Linked DNA regions of Mus musculus: region 2 is linked to region 1. A link is a contact called in public promoter capture Hi-C data. All regions are on one chromosome and are shown on one strand. The core of a region is the stretch at or near the end of the contact, and the rest is flanking DNA. Distances in the headings are between cores, read along the strand shown. Region 1 holds the start of Lins1 (lines homolog 1). Region 2 overlaps Igf1r (insulin-like growth factor I receptor).

The links. Promoter capture Hi-C pulls out the DNA fragments that hold promoters and counts their contacts.
Region 2: a promoter capture Hi-C map of neutrophils shows a contact between it and region 1, with 7 times the contacts expected there. The contact joins the enhancer-like site here to the promoter of Lins1 in region 1. A contact is called at or near these places in 3 of 39 promoter capture datasets (liver, neutrophils and pre-B cells), 3 of 484 Hi-C or Micro-C datasets (muscle stem cells, pre-B cells and uterus) and 1 of 115 datasets of contacts at active chromatin or transcription factors (microglia).

What each region holds. Positions count from the first base shown.
Region 1 is chr7:66,688,345-66,694,046 of GRCm38.p6, forward strand. It overlaps Lins1 (lines homolog 1), which reads left to right and starts at 1,545. Exons shown (of 8, transcript NM_152815.2): 1 at 1,545-1,679. Asb7 (ankyrin repeat and SOCS box-containing 7) reads right to left here and starts at 1,217. Exons shown (of 6, transcript NM_080443.2): 1 at 756-1,217; 2 at 479-576.
Region 2 is chr7:68,126,769-68,132,161 of GRCm38.p6, forward strand. The region is part of intron 2 of Igf1r (insulin-like growth factor I receptor); the gene reads left to right. Among named protein-coding and RNA genes, the nearest start is that of Gm51488, 7.7 kb to the right of the region's middle. Within about 2 kb of position 2,368, at least 378 of the 459 cell types and tissues checked have an H3K27ac peak or open chromatin away from gene starts, as enhancers often do. A contact at or near this core is called in microglia, muscle stem cells, neutrophils and 1 more, where this site is marked.

The sequences.
Region 1 (5,702 bases), core at 295-2,794:
CCTCCTGTTCACCTTCTGCTACTAAGTCATTATCAGTTAGGTAACTCTGAAGCTTTCCTGATGGAGGCATAGAGAGAAAAAAATGTACATGGGCAAAACAGTAAACTGTGGTTTAATTAAAAGCAGAATCATTCAGAATTAACAAGCAATTAACATGGAATTGAAGAATTCCTATGAGAGTATGTAAGGCGGGGAACTACAAAAAGGTCTCCAAGCCTCCGAGCAGAGTACATGACACAGTATACCAAAAGATAATGCAAAACACGGAAACGCTCTGATCAGGTCCCAGAAGACGTTTCTGGGCTAGAGAAGTTACTGGGGTGTTAAGGACCAGGCATGGGCAGTGCTTCTGGTTTTGCTAGGAAACTAGGATCTAAGAAAGCTTGCATTCCCAGGCAACCACCCTGGAAATAAAGCGTTACTTAATGAGGTAGGGGCCAGGAGTAAACAATGGGGGAAGGGAGGTCTGCCTCTTTACCTTTCAAGAGGATGCTGGTCCAAAGCACTCTGTTTATTGCTCCTCTGGTGGGTGGCCAGACCCCTTCTACTCGCGAGTGTCCTCCAGCAAGCTCAAACCTGGAAAACAGAAACCGATCAGTGGTGCAGTGATCCAGGGGCGAGGAGAGGGCTCTGAGGATGGGGGAGCTTAGCAAAGGCTGGAGGGTGGCAAGGGCAGGCAGGCTAGAGCAGGGCTTCTCCCCCAACCCCCACCCAGCCAGCCCCCTCCCCTCAAGGGAGGAAGAAACTGACTTTACCTGTGTCCTCAGTTGCAGCTCCTCTCTCTCCTTTCAGCCTCCTGCACATTCACCAACTTCTCCATTGAAGAAACACCCCAGGCAGGGCCGGACACCGTGTTCCTGATCCTCCTGGGTGCTTCACGGCCCCAACCCAGAGAGCATCCAGATAGTCGATCAGGCTGGGGGTGGCGGTCTTGGCCTCGGAGCAGCCTCCGGGAAGGGGCGCTGGGAGGAAGTGCCGGCTGGGTGGGGGGGGGGGGGGGCAGTCCCGGTCCAGGGGCTCAGACCAAGGGTCTGCCGCGCGCCGGGCCGGAGGCTTTCAGCTACCGAGGGACTCAAGAGGTCTGGGGACAGAGAGACCCTAAGTCATACCAGGTCCGAAGTGTCAGCAGCAGGGTGTCCCGACAGGGGGCTTTCGGGATGCACTTTGCACTGGGCCACCCCCGCCCCCTCCTTCCAGCACTTTGGGGTCACTGGGATGGGACCAAGCCTTCGACAGCCAATCAGCTGCCGCACTGGAGCCTGCGCTCCAAGCCGTAAACCAGATCCGCGGTGGGTGGGGGTTGGGGTAGGGGGTGGGGGCGACTTGGTTGGTTGGTTGCTTCCTTCTCCTCACACAGATGCCCCCACCCCCTGGCTGTCGTAAAGCTGCCCGCGGATTCGCGACAGTTAGAGGAGGCGGGCTAATAGAGGCTGGGACTTGTCTCCGATTGGTCGCTCTCCCTTCGTCCCCTCCGCTTCCCCGCAGCGGTTCTCCAGGCTCCACCCCCAGCCTGGAGACTCTAAGCGGTTGCTAAGAGACACTGTACTACGAATGGGGCTTCTACGCCTGCTGAGGGAGGGGCCGGCAAGGCCTTCCGTGGAGTACGGTGGCCTGGAGTAGGCAGCTGTGGGCACGAGTGGCCGGGCGATGGCTGCGTGGCCCGGCGGGATGGCAGCCAGGTAAGCAGGAGCCCAGGTTGAGCTGGGTGGCTGGAGCGACACGTGCGTGGCAGGCTGAGCGACGGGGGAGGCGACAGGGCCGAGAGCAGGCGATGAGGGCCCCTACTCGTCGTCGCTCTGCGGTGCTTCTTGGAAGCGAGTGGCGATGTTTGGTGCATCTGTCGGTCTCTGAGACCCGGTTAGCTTCCAGGCTGCCTCGCCCAGCCTGCGAGAGAGCACGCTCTTTGGGATCGCGAGGCTGGTTCAAGGGCTTGCCTGCGAGGATAGCGACCCTAGTGGTTTCTTGTGAATGAAAAGAGCCGGGGGAGGGGGGCGCAGAGTGGGCACATTGATACATTGTTTAAATGCATTGATTCTTTTAGCAAGTGTCTACTGGGTTGACACTACTCTAGTTGTTGGGGAGACTTTGTGAACTTTTCTTTCCTTTCTTTCTTTTCTTTCTTTTTTTTTCTTTTATCTTAACAAGAGAAGATGAAACTGCAGAATGATTAGGGAAAAAAAAAAACCCACAAAGTAATGGAATACAGTTTGACTAGGATGCGCTAGACTCTTAGATTGTGAGCCAGGTCTCCCAGAGAATGACATTTATGCTCTGTGAATGACAAAAAAAACTAGCCAACAAAGATCTGAGGGAAGGCCTTTACAAGCAGTTAATCTGAAGTGCAAAGCCTTTGGTACTTTAATAAGTTTAGGGGAACTGTGACTGAGTAAGGGGAAGAAAGATGGAAATGAGATTAGGGGGTGTGGGCAGACTGCAGATTTTGCAGGAATGTATAGGTCATGCCAGAATGATTCCCGTTTCTATGTTTTGCATTGATCACATAATAGAGAAAGCTGTTATGGGAATTGGATTCCTGGGGATGATGTAACCTATTGCGATATTTTGTTGCAGGTGGGAGTCAGTGTTCGATTTGCCTCTGGGTCTTTTTTTTTCTAGGCTGATACTCGTAGAAAAAGTATTCCTTTGATGTCTTCCACAGGAGTAACTTCTTTTTTTTTTTTTTTTTTTTTTTTGGGATTATTCAGACTTAAAAAGAGATTCTTTTTTTTTTATTTTTTTCATTTTTTATTAGGTATTTAGCTCATTTACATTTCCAATGCTATACCAAAAGTCCCCCATACCCACCCACCCCCACTCCCCTACCCACCCACTCCCCCTAGGAGTAACTTCTTATGTGGACAGACTAACTTCGCTAATTCCTAGAAAAGGTTATAAGTAAGAATAAGGGTTTGATGTGGTACCAAAACTGAAATATCTTGAAGACAATAATACTATGGCTTTGACAGGGAGTTTTGGGCTGGGCTGTCTATTCCTGACTTGAATATATACAAGAGTAGATAAAAGACAACGGAATATGATTTCCTCAGAAAAGGGGTTAGTGAAAGCCCAAGTTATCTTCTAATTGAAGAAGTCTTTGGGGGCCTCAGAGAAAGCATACAGATTATTAGCTTGTGGGCACAGAAGTAAAAAGACCCCAAAAGGCAGATCTTAAATGCCCTGCAAGGCCATGTGTTTTTGGAGTTTGGGACATCATCCTAAGAAAAATAGAAAGATTTTTCAGAATGTGGATGGGTGTATTGTAAGCCAAGATACAACTACTTAGGAAGGGATCTGTCCATGTCAAGGGTAGATAGAAATGGTTCACTGTAACTGATATGGACTGTAGTCACTGAGCTGAGGAGAGAGAGGTACAGGAAAAAGTGAGTTTGAAGGGCATGGAATGAGTTGAGTTGATGTTCAGGGATAAATGTTTATGGGTCTTCCCTCTCCAGGTGGAGTCCTGTAGGAGGCATGTGGGTTCTTCCTTACAGACTCACTGTTAGTATTCAGTGGAAGCCAAACACTACATTTTGAAATGTAATTTTTTCCCCTCTGTACTGACTGGTTTTGTGTGTCAACTTGACACAGGCTGGAGTTATCACAAAGAAAGGAGCTTCAGTTGGGGAAGTGCCTCCATGAGATCCAGCTGTGGGGCACTTTCTCAGTTGGTGTTCAAGGGGTGGAGGGCTCATTGTGGATGGTGGCATCCCTGGGCTGGTAGTCTTGGGTTCTATGAGAGAGCAAGAGGGGAAGCAAGCCAGTAAGTAACACTCCCTCCATGGCCTCTGCATCAGCTCCTGTATCCTGACCTGCTTGAGTTCCAGTCCTGACTTCCTTTAGTGATGAACAGCAATGTGGAAGTGTAAGCTGAATAAACCCTTTCCTCCCCAACTTGCTTCTTGGTCATGATGTTTGTGCAGGAATAGAAACCCTGACTAAGACAGCCTTTTTCTCACGACGCTGGGCAGTGGCAGCCAGCCATAGCTGGCAAGCAGCTGCACTATCAGGACAAACTATCCAGGATTTGTTGGTATATTGTGTTTTTACATCCCCTCATGTCTATAGAAGGCTTCACTATGTCTACTCTACACATACAGCTATGGTTTCTCACAGCATTTAGTAATGGACATGAGAGACTCTGTACTTTAATAAAATAGGTTTGTACTAAATGAACTTTGCCCACCTGTAAGCTAATGTGAGTGTTGTATACATGGTCAGTAAATTAGGTTACAATAAGTAGCTTTTCTGCTTATGGTGTGCTTATGGGAACGTAGCCCCATGATAAGTCAATGAGTATCTGTACATAGCCCAGAAAAGAACTAAACCCTAACTTGCAAAAGTAAAATTGAGGACATAAAAGTTCATGGAATTATTCTGCAAGGGAAATGGGGAGGGCTGAACTCTGAAAAGTCCTGACAGTGAGAGCCCAGGAGAGAAAGTGGACCCAGAGAGGTTGATGAAGAAGGCCTCTCTGGACATGGAGAAGCCTTGTGTGTGCTTTTAGAAAAGGCAGGTATTTTTAAAATGGAAAAACTGCAGTTATTACCTATATGAATTAGGCCTACATTTTCTTTAGAGAATCTGTCCCTTTGGCCAGAAGTCCAAATAATAAAATTTTAAGCAGAAAGAAAGAATGAAACTTCTAGAGGAGAGAAGGTTAGTTTTAACATATGCACCCCTGGCATGAAGGCGTGTGTCCAATGTAGGTAAGTGATTAAGTTACCATTGTTTCTAGTGAGCTCCACAGGTTTCTCTCCCTCTGTCAATATAACCTTTTCAGAAAATATACGTTCTTAGAACATCTTTAAATTTTTACACTTATATATTTAATGTGTATGCGCGGGAATGTGCATCACCATTGTGCACATGTGAAGGTCAGAAGACAGCTTGCAGCCTGTTCTCTCCTTCCACTATGTGGGTTCCAGGGGTTGAACTCAGGCCGCCAGGCTTGGCAGCAGGCTCCTTTACCCACTGAGCCATCTTGTCAGCCAGGAGAACGTCTTTAATAACTGTTTACTTAGATTAGAAAATACGCAAGTTTAGTTTCCCTAAGAAGCAGGTTGTTCTACAAGAAGTTTCCAGACACTTCTGGCTATTAATTTAGATCAAATATATGTAGAACCTAGCACTCTATAACTGCATATTCAGAGGAATAGGTGTGACTCTGCAAGCAGGTTCAGAATCTAACAACAAGCAAACAGAAAACCTTGCAACAAACAATTTGGAAGGATTCCACATATTTTCCAAAGCTTTTAAATCATCAGTGTCATCCTCAGTACCAGCTACCAGTTATCCTCTTATGAATTCAAATCTTGACATGTCTCTTTAAGATGGATGCCTGACTTACAGTTAGAACCCAGCTATGTCAGGGACTGATTAATGGTATGTTTTGGTAACTTTTGATCTTTTCACTCCACAGTGATTTACGGTAAAAACAAAGGATTGTCCCAGACTGCTTGCAGGACAGAGCACCTTGCCTTTCAGTGCTTTGAAAACACCAACAGCACACTTATAAGTTAGTCTGGGATTAGTCTGGGATTTTTGCCTAAAGTGACTCTAACTGAAGTAGTTTTCCATAAGGTCTTGCACAAGGTCCTCTGTGCTCTCGGGGTCTGAGGATTTGAAAATGAAGAGAAACACTTGAGTCCCGTTCCAGAGGCCTTTACTTTCTACCAGGCCCATCCGACCAACCCAGCTAAACC
Region 2 (5,393 bases), core at 1,118-3,617, 1.4 Mb after region 1:
CAGCTTTACATTGCTTTAGTTGGCTATTTGTTCCCAGCTAATATACTGTATATTTTGTTAGTTTTGATTTTAAACCGTGCATTTGCCTGTACCAGAACAAATTCTATTCACAAACAAGTATCTGTAATCTTAAGGTGAAATCTGGTACCACTCTTTATCTACAGGTTTACTCTTTTCCACCATTAAAGGCTTAGAAAGATGGAGGGTTGATGACAGATGTCACATGAGGGCGTAAGCAGAGACTGAGCCCCAGCTGTGGAACCCCACAATTCTTAGAACACTGGATATGGCTGTATGGCGGACAGACTAAACTGTGAGCAAGTCAGTGACTGGTCAGATAGAAAAGGAGATGACAGTTCAGTGTCATGGTGGAAAGGAATCGGGGATGTGCAGAGTTGATAGCATAAGAGCCAGGAGGAGATCTCTGATTGAGATGGAGGGGGGAGTAAGAATCCACCTCAGAGACAGAGGCCTTCAGACAGAAAGCAGGGGGAGACCATCACAGCCACAAACGGAGCATGGCGCTGCTTCACCCCTACAGATGGCAATGGGTTGGTTATGCAGATGTACAGGTGATACCACTTCTGAAATTTTGCCTCTCCGCTCTTCCTTTACCAACAAACCATGCTAGTTCTAGTTTTGTAGCTAATTCTGGCCAGAGAAGTAAGAACGGAAAGAGACCTCTCTGCTCTTGGTACACAGTGTAGTTGGTGGGAGGTTGTGAAAGGTATGCCAAGAGAGGAAGTGATTTTAGGCAGAGTGGAAATTTGCCAAGTAGAGAAAACAGAGTTGTTGACCCAGCAGAGAAAACACATTAATTGCACGTGTGTAAGGAAAGATTTTCAGGGGTAGGCATACTCAGGATGCTAGGGAAGAATCCTAGAAATATTTGGCAAGTTTGCAGCGGGCACTTTAGTAGAAGCCCATCTCCACTGAAGACCCAAATCTGAAGATAATACCATTCCAGGCCTCAGGAAGTTCAGGGTCTTAACGTAGGAGTGGAGTCTAAATACAGCATTAAAGCCCTATCAGAGACTTAGTGCTAAGAAAACAAATTTCAGTCTTCTGCAAGAAGTGGGGTAGCTGGGCCAGGGAGAACGGTGGAGAACAGTGGCCTCTCCTGGGCAGGCAGAGGTAAAGTCTAGAAAGCATAAAAACCAACGTTGAGTAAAATGATGTGTGTGGTCTGGGCAGGGACCTGGGAACAGAACAAAGTGTCCAGAGGGAGGGTGCCTACAATGAAAGTAGCTACTGGTTTGGGGTCTGATGCCAGGCTGCAAGGACCAAGGAAAGCCTAAATCCATGTTTTATACAGCAAAGGTGACTTGGGGTGAACATTTACTGGGGTTGCTTGTGGCAGGCTCCATAGGAGATAGCAGAGGTGAGGGACTAGAATGGCAAAGGAGAATGCCAGGTGGCCAGTTTGCACTGTTATCTCCTATAAAGTACCCGTTATCGATATATCGTGATACCGATATATCTTGATTGTGAAAAGTGACAACGTGGTCTCTGTATATTCAACAAGCATTGAAGTGGAGAGAGCCGGCTTGGCTGGCCTCCTGGTCCCCTTTTACATTGAGGAGGCTTGCTCAGGATAGCGACTTGTGAGCATGTTTATGTGCGGGGTGAGCAGAGCCCCCCATCCTAAGAGCAGATGGTTTCCTCCGCCTGGGGTCCTGTAAGGATGGTGAAGCTGGAGTGAGGGAATGGGAGATTCAAGTGAGACTGCCAGAAATACTATGGGCAAGGCAAGTTAACCGCTTATTTCTTATCAAGTGGTCCCAACGCCGTCATGTGTTGTTTCTTTTTGTGTATGTTCTCCATCCCAGCTGCTCCCAATAGGCTCAGAGCTCCTAAAACTTGCTATCAAAAGATGTAGCTGTGTGTCTGGTGCACCAGCATGCCATTAATGGCGTATTGTATAGTGCAACAATTTTAGTGTGTGATTTAAAGCAACTTTCGTAAAAGACAATTTTAAATTTTTATTCGACGGTGAGGAAGGGGCTTCTGGACAAAAGCGACTAAATCGGTTATCATTCCATTGGAGACTTCGTCAGCCATACAAGAAGTGAAAATGATGGAAACAAAACCTTTGAGGTTCTGCACAAAACAAAAAAACGATGTGTGGCTTAAAGTCAGCAGTTCTGGCTCGGGGGGGGGGGGGGGGGGGCTCCAAACGACGCCTCCAGGTGCTGACTTTTGGGGCCACCCCCTTCCTGCCCTCCCCGCTGTGGCAGCCAGGATTCCTTTTGTCTCGGGTGCTTCCCCACCCCGCCCTGCCAGCCAGAGGGAGCTGGCACCGGGCGCCCTCCCCACCGCCCCTGGACCAAGGTTGTTTACTACTTTCTACTCGGAATAACACGCCAATCACCAGGGCCCGCCCTCTCTCTCAGCCAATCAGTTTGTTGGGAAATTCCACCTTTCCTAAGGGCCCAACCAGCGATTGGCTGCAGGACTTGTCAGTCAAGCTGGCATCCCGCAAGGATGCAGCTGGAGTATTAGGGACGCGATCACCAGAGCCGAGGAGGAGTAACCTTCCCATAAACAAGATGGGGGGCCCCCCAAGAAAGCACGGATTGGGGTGGGGAGCTGAAGCTCAGCCCAACCCCGGGGCCCCACCGGAGTGAAGAGGGCCGAGCGCAGAGCCGGGGAATCCCTCCCTCCGCCTCCCGCCCTTGCTGCAGTTGTAAACACGCTTCCCTCCATGTCTGTTTTTCTTTCTCTAACCGTGGCCATTACAGGCTGCTGTTTACAAAAATCCTGCAGGGCAGTGCTGTTCTCTAGGATCCTGTCCTCCATTCACCTTGCCTCAGGACCCCTTTTCAGGCTTTTTTTTTTTTTTTTTTTAATTTTCTCCCCGCTGCTAGGCACAAACTGAAGGAAGCTATTGGGTCGTGCAAGCTTGTTTTCCTTTTATTGCAGCACGCAAAGCAAGTCACGCTGTAGCAGCAGCACCATTTCCCAGGAGAACAGGCTGGCTGGCCATTAAGAGCACCGCGCAGCCTAAACAGGCGTAGCTCTAGAAGGACTGGCTGGGTTTTTGTTGTTGTTATTATTATTACTGGTCTGAGTCAAGCTGGATGCTATTTTGATTCTGCATTTTCTTCCAAAATTCGTCTTGAAATCTATCCCCACTTACAGGTTTGGGATTTACACCACCACCCGGCGCACGCCCCTTTTCATAAAGGCAGTATTGTGTTGAACTAAATGTTTTTCTACCTTCTCTGATCTGAATCAGGTTTCCCATTTCTAGCAGCACAATGTAGTTGTATTCTGTGTGGTAGGGGCGTAGTGGACATGAATTATTTGCGACAGGGTTGCCTGGAAGATACGGAGTGGAATTTGCGTGGCACGGAACAGTTCCCAGTGCCCAAGGTTTCTGTTACTCTGGCTCCAAGCAGGAAGCGCAGGCAATATGGCAAAACACAGCACGTGGCATCCCATTCAAAAACGCTCTTTTCTAGAAGCTGGTATTGCAGAGGATATCCGATCTTGACTAGTTTCACCACCACCACCACCCCTTTCACAAGCAGAAAGAAAAACTAATGTACGGAAATTTGGTGTAGATATTTAGTAGGAAGCTTTGTTAAGTGTAAAGGCAAGGTTTGGAAGTTCTGGCGAGAAGCTGAAGGACCTTGTGGGCACGCTTTACAGGATTTAAGGTTGTAGGAATTGTAACCCCCACATGGGAGGCCACGGACCTCTGGGCTCCTCTAGACTTAACACCCTGCAAAGTTACTGAGCTACAGAGCCCTGGAGGATCTTAGGGTTGATGCTGAGGGAGAAAGGAAGGTTGCTGCAGGTAGGAATGTGGGTGGCCCTAGCATGTTCTGGCCAGGATTGGATTTCCAGGAGTAGCTTCTATGGCTACCTGTGTGAGTTTGTGGAAGACTCCAGTCTTAAGTTATGAAAGCCTGGTTAGGATCTCAGTGGATGGTTGGTCTTTTTTCCTACTTACTCATTTGTTTGATCCCAAGCCCCAAACCACCCCCCCCCCTTTACACACACAAGCAGCTTTCCCCAAAATGACCAAGTTAGTATGTAACACGCTACCGTTATATACTGAGCTGTCGTCAGGATTTGAGTGGAGGTGGCTGTGTCGCTTGTAGTAAGGGGAGGTTACGAAGGCCACAGCTGGGGCAGAGTTCTGCCTCAGGGCTACAAAGTTCCTGGCATCATTACCCCACCTTATGAAGTTACAAACTGGGCAAGGGGTTGAAGGCAGAAAGAGACCGTAATGAAGAATGTTGTGATGATGTGTGTACCAGCTCCTGTCCCTTATTAGCTGCCTCATCCAGGCCAAGTAAGTTCACCTCCGTTAGCCTCCTTGTCCACTGCCTGAAAGGAAAGCCGTGATGTCTGTGTATGGCTGTGAGGGCTCAATGACCTTTGTCATGCAGTGGGCTTGGTACCAGCCTGGGACTCCTGACAAATGTGTCTTACCCCTTCTTTTTTCCGTGACCCTTCCCTCAAACCTCCCGCTTGCTCAGGGCTCATCTTTTCCTGGTGATTTGTGTTAACCGTTCCTCCCTGGCCAAGTCAGCCTGTTAATTTTTCCATGCCAACAGCTTCCGAGTGCCAGGAAGTCACGTCTGAATAGCCAAAGTATGTTTTCCTGTAGGAGAGTGCCAGCGTGCCAAGTGGCACGTCCTCAGTTGAGCATGCAGAGCTGGGGGGGAGGGGGAGGGGTGGTGAGACCTAGCTGTACTTCCCGCCATGTCTTCAGATAACTTTTTGAATCACGAGTGAAGTCTTGACTTAATCCCCTGGCTTTCATAAGCAGGGCAGAGCAGTGGCCCCGGCCTGGCTCTCAGTTCTTCTTGACCTGATTTCACCCTGCCACCTCTGCCTGTGTCTCCCACCACATCAGTACACACATGGTATGTGTGCGTACCACAGTGCTACCTGGCTCCTGTGGTGAGGATCTGAGGTCTCTCTCCAGTTGGGGAAATGGCCTCCTTGATGCCATTTGCTAGAGCACTTCCTCAAGCTGACCTCTCCATATTCTGTCCCAGTAGTACCTTTGTTCTTCTCAGTCCTGTCTCTGCTTAAGGGACAGTGGCGTCCTCTTGTGATGGATCCTTCTGTGATTCCTGTGGTTGACTGACTTTTCTTCCCACAGAAAGTAGTAGTTTTCTCTGCACTCTAGGCCAGAGTGAAAGCTGTCTGTCTGTCTCTCTTCCCTCTCAGTAGAATTCTGATGCCTGGAATTCAGGCCTGACCCTTCTTTCTTAATCTGGAGCAAACATGGTAATACCTCTTCCTTGGGGAGTTGTGAGGATTAACTGTGCCCGGCTTCAAGTTTATACCTGACAGGCACCCAGGAAGGGGGAAGAGTTATCTTTTTATCATCCGTAGATGGAAATGTTAGTGGCTGTAGAGGTCTGCCAAAA